2 separate regions of the Rattus norvegicus genome follow, and region 2 is linked to region 1. A link is a contact called in public Hi-C data. All regions are on one chromosome and are shown on one strand. The core of a region is the stretch at or near the end of the contact, and the rest is flanking DNA. Distances in the headings are between cores, read along the strand shown. Region 1 overlaps Asap1 (ArfGAP with SH3 domain, ankyrin repeat and PH domain 1). Region 2 has its middle 260 kb from the start of Asap1.

Region 1 (5,341 bases), core at 2,316-4,815:
AGTTCCCTTTTATTCCTTTGGGTTTTTCCACAAGCCCTTATCTCTACAGCTAAGCCTGCCTGGCCCCGCTGGGCTGCGGAGAAGTGCATTCGCGGCCCATCTCCAAGTCTCTAGCTGGTGACCTTGGCCACGCAGCCTCGCCTTTCTGCCCTCGGTGGCCTGACGCCATGTACTTCGCGGGTTAGGAAAGGGTCACAATGATGTGGAAGCGCTGAGCAGACTGCCTGGCACCCAGACAGGGTGCAAGACAGAGAGGATCTATCTCTCCTCTACTCGCGTGTCCAGAGCTTGCTTAGTCCTTCCCCACTTCAGTCCCCCAGCTTTCAAGCCTGCAGGATCTGGGAAAGGGCGGCCAACCAGGATCACAGGGGCCGGGGGCTGCCGGAGGGGGTGTGGCTCCCCGAGTCCCCAGGCTCCCTAGGGCCCCAGCCCACCCAGTTGCCAGGCCGCCGCCTACCTCCTCCAGCAGCGTGACGGTGTTCCTGCAGTTGTGCAGCCGCGTGGTGAAGCTGGACGTGGTGGGCGAGTTGTAGTCCTCGGTGGTCTCGGCGATGAACTCGGACACGGAGATCTGGTCCGGCATCCTGCCGCGGGAGGGACGAGACACAAGCGGGGGCGGGCGTGAGTCACGGCGCAGGCTCCCGGGGCCGCCGGGCGGCTCATGAACGCCACGCGCGCAGCCCGACCCGCCGCGGCGCCCGGCCTGGCGCGCGAGGAGCGGAGCGGAGAGGAGCGGAGCGAGCGGCGCAGCGCCCTTCAAACTGCGAGCGGCGCGCGCAGGCTGCGGCCGGGGACGCGCCTCCCCGAGCGCACGCAAGGGGCGGCGGGGCGGGGCGGGACGGGGCGGGGCGGGGCGGAACGGACCGCTTGGCGGAGCTGAGGAGCGGCAAGGCCCGACTGACTGGGGAGCTCGCTCCCGCGGCGCGGCGGGCGGCGCGCCCGCGCCAGTCACGGGAACAAACACGGAAGTGCTCTGCGCACGCGCCGCGCCCGCCCCGCCCCTCTCCCCCGACACCTCCCGGCCCGCGCGCGGCCTCCACCTCGCAGCCGCCCGCGCTAGTGCTCGTGCCTGTGGGGCTCCGGAACCGCGCCCCACACACACACTCGGCCGCCCCCAGAGCGGTTACTTCAGCGAGCTGGTTACGCGAGCGTTTTTGCAAGAGAGGGACCAAAAAAAAAAAAAAAGTTGTTCGTGTTCTTTTTTAGTCCCGAGTGGGTGCAGGAAGCGAGGCCCGGAAAACCGTCTCCCTCCTGCGCGGGCCGAGGAATGGGGGCGCAGCCCTGATGCCCTCTGAACGCCAATGCTGTGCCTTGTGCAGAGGAGACAGGAAGGGTTGTTTTAAAATACTTTCATCTGTCCATGTGCAATTGGGTTTTTCCTACCCCAGAGGACCGCTGAGGATCAGGAGATGCAAAAAAAGTATTTTTCAGGTGCAAATGCTCTTCCCTGCTAAGCAGGAACTAAATTTCTTTGAGAAAAGTACCTATTCAGCCCTATCAAGATGTCTAGTGTTGTTAGTCCAAAATACCCGTTTAATTTCTCACCATTCACTGGAAGATATTGAGAACAGTACAACAAAAACCACCCTTGGGATTGGCCTATAGGAGCCGTTGAAAGCTTGTGGCTGGTTTCTGTGCAAGCTACTTTGGAAGGCGAGCACTGTGGCCCACTCAGACCTGCCTGCTTACCATCGGATATAGCTAGAGGTTGTGTTCACTGGCTTTTCTGTCCACGTGTGGCTCGGGGACCCACTGTAAGGACTTGTCTTTCATGGGGAACCGCAGGAAGGGGAAGATTGCATGTCAAAAGGAAATAGTTCGCCCCATAAACTGACAAGTTCTGAGATGAGGGATGTCAGCAAAGGCAACATTCCCGCTGTCTTGGAATTTGCTCTGCAGCAGAGGATCAAACCAATAGGCAATACAGAGAAGTAGGAGATATATGTATGAAAATGACAGAGCCATACATAAACCATGCTCAGAGAAGGTTCCGCCAAAATGAGCAGAAAAGAATGAATAAACCGCTTGGTACCCTCTTGGCTGAGAATCTTGGGCTGCCAATTGCCTCCCATGCAAGTAAAGACAGGGACACTCACTCAGGAGACTGAGTAAACGTTCATTGAGGGGGGGTTGCTTCCTGCATAGGAAAAATGGTTTAAAATGTGTGCTGTTTATCGCCCTGGCCTGGCCGAGTTGGGTCTGCACTGTGCATCTGTTGAAGTTCTTACCAGTGCTTTCTAATGCAGGGAAGTGTTTCAGCCTGCTAAATAAAGGAACTTGCTAAGGGAATGAGCACAAAGAGACACTTCCCTGGCAAAGTGTGAGAAAATGACCCTTAGAGACATTCCTATTAAAAACCAGCGAATAAAGAGGTAAACATAAAACAAGAGTACTTTCTTCCCTCAGAATTTTAAAAGTTTGCTTTGGGATACCTGGAGGGTGAAGCTCTCAGGGAGAAAATAGGCAGGAGGAGATTGGCAGCTGACCATCCAGGCCTGCAGGGACACTGGTTGCCATGGTTGCAAAATGTAGCTTTTGAGGTATGAACAACCCAGAAGGGAATCCAACCTCACTTCTCACAGCATCTAGAAAATTCTCTAAGTTGGAACAAATATGACCCTTATTAGCTTGGACTAATTAAGCTCCCTGAGCCTTGGTAATCTCATGCTCTCCCATAAAGTACCAAGAGCAAACCAGTAAACACTGGGACTTTCCTCCAAAAGCCAGTCTGGGTTTTGGTATTGGCAAGTACAGTATCTCTCCTCTCCCCCTTCCCCCAACCTTCAGAGCTGTCATCTAGTACCTGCCCCTTCTACTGGGCTGGTAACACTCCTCTGAATGGGTCATAAGTAGTAAATATGAATGAACTGTTGTTCAGAGCCTAGACTTAGTGAAAAAGTGTGTCTGTTTCCAGAGGCCCTGGATTCCAGAGCCTTCTCTAATACAGATACCTTGGGTTTGGGCGACATGACTTAAAATAAGAGGGTAGGTATGTCAAAAATGACCACACAGAGCCCTGCCAGCGGGAGCTGATTTCTGCGTACACCTGGCTCTGAAGATGAAAAGGTAAAGAGTATTACAGCAAGCTAAGCTCAGCAATAGTAAACAGCCAGGGATTTCTCTCCTGACTGAATTCACCAGAGAGCGCAAACCACCACCATCCAATGCTGTTTCAGTTTCCTCCGAAGATTATGTTATGTACCTGCTCCTCCCCTGCCTCCTCCAGCCAAGAGAGGAATATATGAACAATGCGATATTGTGCTCTGGTAAGTATATCCCTCCTTAGACTGCTCTGCAATTAGAATTTCAAAGCTTCGCACCTCAACCCACCATTTCTGGGGTTCATGGACCATAATCCTCTTTAAATTTGAGACCATGCCCTAGTGCAAACCATCTGTACCTCCCGTTCTCTCAAATACCCTGAACACCATTCCTGGATATCTAAAAGCAAATAGAGTCTGGCGTGGGCAAAGCTGAAAGGCTGGGTTTCTTTACAGGGAGCTACCCAGAAATACACACTTATCCTCTCCAAAGCCAGAAAAAACACGTGCACATAGACTCGAGCTTCTGTGAACTCAGCTTATATAAAGCAAGCACCATCCACACTGTCGTCATTATAATCCCCCTCAAAGACTGTTTATTACCCCAGGCCTCTCATTCTGCTAAGCACTGCTCCCAGCGGCAAGAGAGTCGTCCTGCAAGGGTGCTTTGTGTCCTTGAATTGAAGCACCAAGAGGTACAAGCTTGTTCTGGACAGCATTAGCAGGGCTGACCACTGTCACCTGGGAATTGACTCTGAGTCATATTTCCACTCACAAGCTTCACTCTCCCATCTACTATGGAACCAAAGGAGCTCGCTTGCAGGATGACTGACAGCGGTCCAAACTGGGAGAACTGGAGGTGGGTAGTCAAAGGTGCTCTCGAAGCCTGGAAACCCATTGCTACTCTGAGCCACAGCGTTAGCCAGCCACTGCACTCATCAAATCCCTTGTGGGACCAGCAAAGGAAAAATGCTTCAAGTTTCTGGAACTTGAGTTTCTCCACTCTGCCCCTGGCCTTGTTTTCTCGTGTGTAAAATCAGGGCAATCAGATTGTTAGTAGAAATGAGAAAAGATGCAGGTAAAGATGTTGACACAGAGTTTATTCTCTTTGAACGTCTCTTGTATGAAGCAGGACTATAAATGCATCTCCGTTCATTCCGCAACTCAGATATCTCTAAATTAGTTACCTGGAGGATGGGAGGAGGTAAGAGGGAGGAACGACTACACTCCCAGAATCTGGAATCCCGGATGTGGGAAGAAGTAGTCTTTGGAAGATTTGCTTATTCTTGTAAGAGGCCAGACTTCCTAGTGATCAGTCTAGATTTTGGAAGTTAAGTGAACAAGAAGGTCAAAGAGGATCAATTCCAGTCAGGATGGGAAACAATCATTGAGGGCCACCATGAGATGGCCCAGAGAGTTAAGTCCTTGCCACCAACTCTTGACAGCTTGGATTCAATCTGTGGAACCCACGGTAGGGGTAGAGAACAGCACTCTCAAATTGTCCTCTGACCGCGCACATACACAGCCACATATGTATCTAGACATACAGAAACACACAAATAATTTCTTAGAACCAAAGGTCAAACTAAAGAAGGATGTTTTAAGCCAGACAACTTCTAGGGGATATAACAAAGAATTCCATTCTCAGGAAGGAGCAATGATTTATGAGTGACTTTCAAATGTGAATGACTTGGGCTCATATCTCTGCCACACATCAGCTATCAGACCTTATTAAAGTGATTCACTTCTCTGAGTCTTGGTTTCCATAACTGTAAACACAGAAATGGGACACACACACACACACACACACACACACACACACACACACACACACACACAACCTGTATGTGGAGATAGAAATTCTGGTATTTCTAGCTTGTGTTCCCTTTTTGAACCCTTTTGGCAACTTCATATGCAAGTTTTAATTATCCAAAGTTTACCATGGAGAAAACCAAGACTGGAGTAAAGGTCAGGACCCTACTACTTAAGCACCCATCCCTAGCCAGGCACTGCACTAGTGCTCTGCATGTAGTGACTAAAACCTTCACTTAGTCCTAAGGAGCAGCCACAGTAACAGGAGCAGAAAAACAATGAAATCAAACTACAAGATTTTACTCTTGAGCCTTGTGGGCCTGCAAAATTGGTCTCTTTTACTGTATGGCCTTAGATAGTGATGCTATCCTGGATGCACTATTCCATCACAGGTACCTGAGGAAACCTTACGCAGTTCACTTGTTAACTCAGATCTGTTTTCTATCAGCTTAAAGAAATACTGCAGGGAGGGAAAGTCCTCCCCAGGC
Region 2 (5,780 bases), core at 3,211-5,710, 330 kb after region 1:
ATGCACTCATTGATAAGTGGCTATTAGCCCAAATGCTCGAATTACCGTAGATGCACAGAACACGAAACTCAAGAAGGATGGCCAAAATGCGGATGCTTCACTCCTTCTTTAAGAGGGGAACAAGAATATCCTTGGGAGGGGATAGGGAGGCAAAGTTTAGAACAGAGGCTGAAGGAACACCCATTCAGAGCCTGCCCCACATGTGGCCCATACACATACAGCCACCAAACTAGATAAGATGGATGAAGCAAAGAAGTGCAGACCGACAGGAGCCGGATGTAGATCTCTCCTAAGAGACACAGCCAGCATACAGCAAATACATAGGCGAATGCCAGCAGCAAACCCCTGAACTGAGAACGGGACCCCCGTTGAAGGAATAAGAGAAAGGACTGAAAGAGCTTGAAAGGGCTTGAGACCCCATGTGAACAACAATGCCAACCAACCAAAGCTTCCAGGGACTAAGCCACTACCCAAAGACTATACATCGACTGACTCTTGCCTCTAACTGCATAGGTAGCGATCAGTAGCCTAGTGAGGGCACCAGTGGAAGGGGAAGCCCTTGGTCCTGCCTAGGGTGTACCCCCAGTGAACAGGATTCTTTGGGGGAGGGCGGTAATGGTGGGAGGATGGGAAAGGGAACACCCATATAGAAGGGGAGGGAGAGGGGTTAGGGGAATGCTGGCCTGGAAACCGGGAAACAGAATAACATTTGAAATGCAAATAACAAATACCCAATTTAATAAAGATGGAAAAAAAAGAACATTGATGGCAATATATGCTTTAATATACCGTTTGGTTCACATATAACTGGGTAAGTATACATAAAAATATGTACTTATAATTGGTAGGTAAAATAAAAATTGTCTTGAAGAATTACAAAACAAAAAGTAGGTAGGATGATCAGATGCAGGCATACTCAGTGTTTAAGCAGACCACAGATAGATGCTCTCACTGTTATGTGTTGGATGGGAGTGGGTGGAGGAGTCTCTTGGCACTACCAACTGCCTGTGGCTCACTGGAGTTGGGAGAACATGTCAGAGGCCTCCTCAAGATTATAAGCAAGAGGCAGATTTTGAAGAACTTATGAGTACTGGTGAGGAATTTTTCATTGTCTCCTGAGCATACTTGGGAGCTTCTGAAGGGTTTCCTTTAACAAAACACACACCTGTTTTATCCTGAGAGTCACAGTAAGAAGTTAGAGAGAATAACGTTATCTTTAGAAAAGATAACTTGATGTCCTGGAAGAAACTTAAGTTCCCCATCACAGATATTGTGGGAGAGTCTGGATAAACTCTTGTTGATAGAGTGATATTAGACCTGGTGAGTGTTAAGCTTTGAAACCTGTGTCTCTTTCAGCTAATTTTATTCTTAACCTCATTCAGATCTTGGGACCTCATCATGTGTGTGTGTGTGTGTGTGTGTGTGTGTGTGTGTGTGTGTGTGTGTATATATATATATACATATATATATATACATACATACACGCACACATTTACATTCACCTATTAGATATGAAACACTGTATTATGTGCAGTCAGTGCTAATGCAGTATACTTTTGTTGCAGAGAATATGAGGTGCTGTCCTGGAAAGGCAGAGTGGTAAGGATTGCTGTGCCATAATTTGGATGCAGGTCTTCTATGACCATCTATTTCTGGGAAAGATCAGGAGTTCATCTTATCTATCATTTCCCGTATCCTCTTCTTCAGTAACCATGGTGATACCATGGCATCGTTAGATTTTCTTCTCTATTCCCCAGTGATCTCTGATGGTTATATACAGTGATAAAACCTTTTAGTTATATTCTTTTGGAGCGAAAGTGCTGAATGCTTAACGGCTGGTGACCAATCTGGTCCCAGAAGTCAATTAAATCTGAAGTTTAAAAGCATGGAATCATTCTACCTTAGTGTTAAGACTTTGGAGCACAAATTTCTTTTAGCCTCAGTTAGCAAACCTGCTAACCAATGATGGTTAGTAACCATCTAGCCTACTAACAACACATTTTGGAAACCAAGTTTCATCCATCCCAAAGGTTCTGCCATTAATTGTGAGCATCTCACCCTCAGACTCCACTCCCTTACATAGAAAATGAGAGTGAGAGTGCTGTTACCAAGGATATTTTAGGCAGGCATGGGAATGAGTATCAAATGGGGGGAAGCATGTGGTGTGTAGAGTCATATTGCAGGAAGTGAGGCACAGAGCCATGAAGGGTTCTGGTCTTCCAAGTTAAACAAATGTCTTTTTATGCAGAGGTCTTGGATTTTGCCTAAAAGGCTCAATGATAGGCTTTACCCTACAGAATGGGGGCTCCTGCTTAGACCGACCATGTGAAACACACAGCTGACGTGTCAACTGCGTTTGTTTACTAAGGAGGGAAACCTTTTTGTCTTAGTTGCTTTTCTGTTGCTATGCTAAAATAACAGAACCAATGTAACTTATAAACGAAAGTGTTTATTTTGGGGGCTGGCAGTTTCGGAGGGTGAGTCCATAGCCATCATAGTTGGGATCAGGGCAGAAGGTAGGGCATGGAGCTAGAGCAGTAGCTAAGTGCTTACATCTTGACTCACAAGCATGAGAATGTTGTCGACACGTAAGAAACCTCAAAGCCCACTGCCAGTGACACACCTCATCCAATAAAGTCACACCTCCTAATCCTCCCTGAGATGTTTCTCCAACTGGTAACCAAGTAGATAAATATATGAGGAACCGTTGGAGGTCATTCTTTCACACCCCTGTTTTCCGGAGACTGGGACACTTGAAACCTCTTGATCAGGATGCCTCCTCTCTATTCTCAAAGTATCCGAGAGTCTGAATTACTCATTGGAAGTTAAGCAAGTGACTGGCATGATGGGATAGCCTTGGGTCTGGTTTGAGGCTAGAAAAGAAGGGTTGTTTTGCTGGCTGTGTTAGTTGAGCAGACACTTATCCCTAGACTTTCAACTTCTGTACAAAACACAGGGACAAAGGGCAGCTATTGCAGATTGTTGAAGTGGACCAAACAAGCCGTTGCTTGTATGTTTTGTAATATGTAGTAGGTGTTTTAAAGTAGGTGCATGGAATTAGAGCAAAGGGAAATGAGAGAGTAGTAGGAACCCAAAGGGCCTAGGCAGAGAGGGTAGAGCTGAGGCTAGAAGAACCACGGGGCTTGGAGAGACAAGGCATTGTCACTGTGCAAGGATCTTACCGGATTCAGTTTTAAATATTGCCAACAATTGTGATTCAGGTAGTAATGAGGTGGTGCACATGCTAACAATGTAGTCGAATAAGGCTGTTTTATTTTTTTGTGGGCTAAGGTTGACTCTTGAATTCTAATGTGTGCCCTGCTTGAAGCAGTCAGTGTGAAAGGCCAGTGGGAACAGTGTTTGCACAGCAAGAATAAACCCAGAAGATCTGTGAGTGAAAGAACAGAGTGTGGGTCTGTCCAGGGGGAAAGTGTGACAGGTTACCCTGTTGGAGAAAGGGACATAGGGTCAGTCCTGTGGGGCAATATATATTATGGGAAGGTTTTCTCGGGTTTATATAAGAAATTTGCAGACTGGAGAGATCTTCTAGGGAAGGCATGCATGGTCCAATAAGGAAGGTGCAGCCTTGAAATTTATGGCAGGCAGAGGTGTGAAGGATCTAAAGGGGGACAACGGGACTGTGTCACGCTACTCTCTGGTCCTTTGCACCTTTGAGCCTTTCCCATCTTGGCTCTCCTGTCTTCCTCACTTCACGCCTGTGACTAATCAGTGAAGAAATGATCAGATCTATTCTAGGACAGGAAACCAAAGCTAAGACTGACTTACTCAGCCAAGGTCCTAATCCCAGCCACAGCAGAGATTTGCCATGGTCCAGGTATATGGTCCCTACAACACCTACTTCTGAGGGAGCCATCCACAGTGCTGACAGCCTCTCTTTAGATGGTCCAGCAGAGGACTCCATTGCAAACCATGACTGTGGTAGCAGAAACACCCACTTCTAAGACCTGGCAGACTAAACAGAAGTGTTGCTACCTATGGGATCTCACCCACAGTAGATCCATCTGCTTCAAAGAACAGCTGATGAAGACATCCATGTGGCACCGTGGTGCTTGTGTAGAATTGTGCTGAAACCCCAGGGAACACCAAACGGTGACCCCCCAATTATAGACGCCTGAGCAGCAGGTACCAGTCTAGGTCCATGTCCTCAGATGTGCTAGAAATGCAATGATCTTTGCTTATTTCCCCAGGGGAATCTAGTTTTGATTTCAAGCTGTTGCTGGCTAGAGAGGTGATTGCATGATTTCAGCCCCTTTGGGCATTTTTGTCAGGAGATGCAGCTCAGATCCTGCGTTTTGTTGATCTCTAAGGTGCTGAGCAGAGGCATTCTGTGTTGTTATTGCCAGAGGTGATGTTCCCATCTGTGCTTCAGCCCGTGTCCTCTCCTGCCTCTGATCATGAGTCAGTCTCCTTTGGCTAGGGACAGAGAACACATGACTGGTTTTGGCCTCATTCTGCTGTAAAGGAACAGCCATTTCCAGACTCGTTCTGCTGCCTGATGACACAGTGAGACTTGGGGACTCGGTTGGCTTCCTCACAGACACATGCATCCAATGCACAGATGTCCCCTCTGCTTCCAAAGAATTCTGAGCTTTGACCTGTGGGCAATCTCACTGTCACATAGGCTATCCTGGGGCAAACAAAAGACACTCATTTTAATAAATTCTGTGTCCTTATTCCAGTCCAGGCAAACTGCTTCCTGTGGTCTCAGAGAGCCTGAAACACAGTCCATGCTCACTGCACACCACACAGGCCCTTTTGTCTTTGTAAGAGGGTCAGGCTTTTAAAGCAGAGTGCATTGTTTGTTTTTCTTCCCCCTGGGTTATCTTTCTTATCATCCAATAAGCATTGAATGTTTTACCTGCTGCTCAAATGCAGGGATAGGAACACAGGATACCAGGATATATGGAGACCAGAAAAACGAACAAGATGAAAAAAAAAAACCTCTATTGTTAAAAATTCAGCATTAGGGCTGGAGAGATGGCTCAGTAGTTAAGAGCACCGACTGCTCTTCCAGAGGTCCTGAGATGAAATCCCAGCAGCCACACGGTGGTCACAACCATCTGTAATGAGGTCTGATGTCCTCTTCTGATGTGTCTAAAGACAGCTACACTGTATTTGTATATAATAAATAAATAAATAAATATTTAAAAAATTCAGCATTAACTTTGTTCCTCATTGTGCACCCAATTTTGGCAGCATCTGCTTGGAAGTCAGAGGAGCTGGTTTGAATAATAATTGTGAGGTATTGGGCTCATCAGTTGACACACACGTATGATTCTCTCTCACCTACAAAACAGAAGCAATTATTCTTAAACGATGGCTTACTTGAGGTTTATAAAAGACAACATCAGTTATGCTATCAGCACAGTGCTGGGTATTATTCGTGTTCCTGCCTGAACAGACTTCCAGCTTCTATGGGCATTGCATTTCTCTACCTGTTAGGAAGTTTCCAGGACTTTCAGGCTGTGTTATTTCCCAGAAGTTCTCACAGGACTCAACGATGCTGTAATTATTACCAACATCATCGTCATTATAATGGTATTGATCAAATGTTCCTCAAAGACCAAATTTCATGACTTGAAACCCCAGTCTTCAAGGTGGTGGTATGTCCCCCACCATGAATCATATCACCCACCATGAATCATATTGTTACCATAGATTGTGGACTATAGCCTTGAGCTTAATATGGGGAATTCCAAGAGAGTAGACCTAGAACAAGGGATTAAATATATATTCTCTTTCTCTGCTTCCTTTCCCTC

The links. A called contact is a pair of places that touch in the nucleus more often than the background predicts.
Region 2: a contact with region 1 is called in a Hi-C map of Schwann cells, with 5 times the contacts expected there. The contact joins two enhancer-like sites. A contact is called at or near these places in 3 of 12 Hi-C or Micro-C datasets (Schwann cells, frontal cortex and mammary epithelial cells) and 1 of 1 datasets of contacts at active chromatin or transcription factors (oligodendrocytes).

Annotation. Positions count from the first base shown.
Region 1 is chr7:97,909,441-97,914,781 of GRCr8, forward strand. It overlaps Asap1 (ArfGAP with SH3 domain, ankyrin repeat and PH domain 1), which reads right to left. Exons shown (of 30, transcript NM_001044245.2): 3 at 458-584. Among named protein-coding and RNA genes, the nearest start is that of Asap1, 70 kb to the right of the region's middle. Within about 2 kb of position 3,566, at least 3 of the 93 cell types and tissues checked have an H3K27ac peak or open chromatin away from gene starts, as enhancers often do.
Region 2 is chr7:98,238,946-98,244,725 of GRCr8, forward strand. No RefSeq gene overlaps it. Among named protein-coding and RNA genes, the nearest start is that of Asap1, 260 kb to the left of the region's middle. Within about 2 kb of position 4,461, at least 8 of the 93 cell types and tissues checked have an H3K27ac peak or open chromatin away from gene starts, as enhancers often do.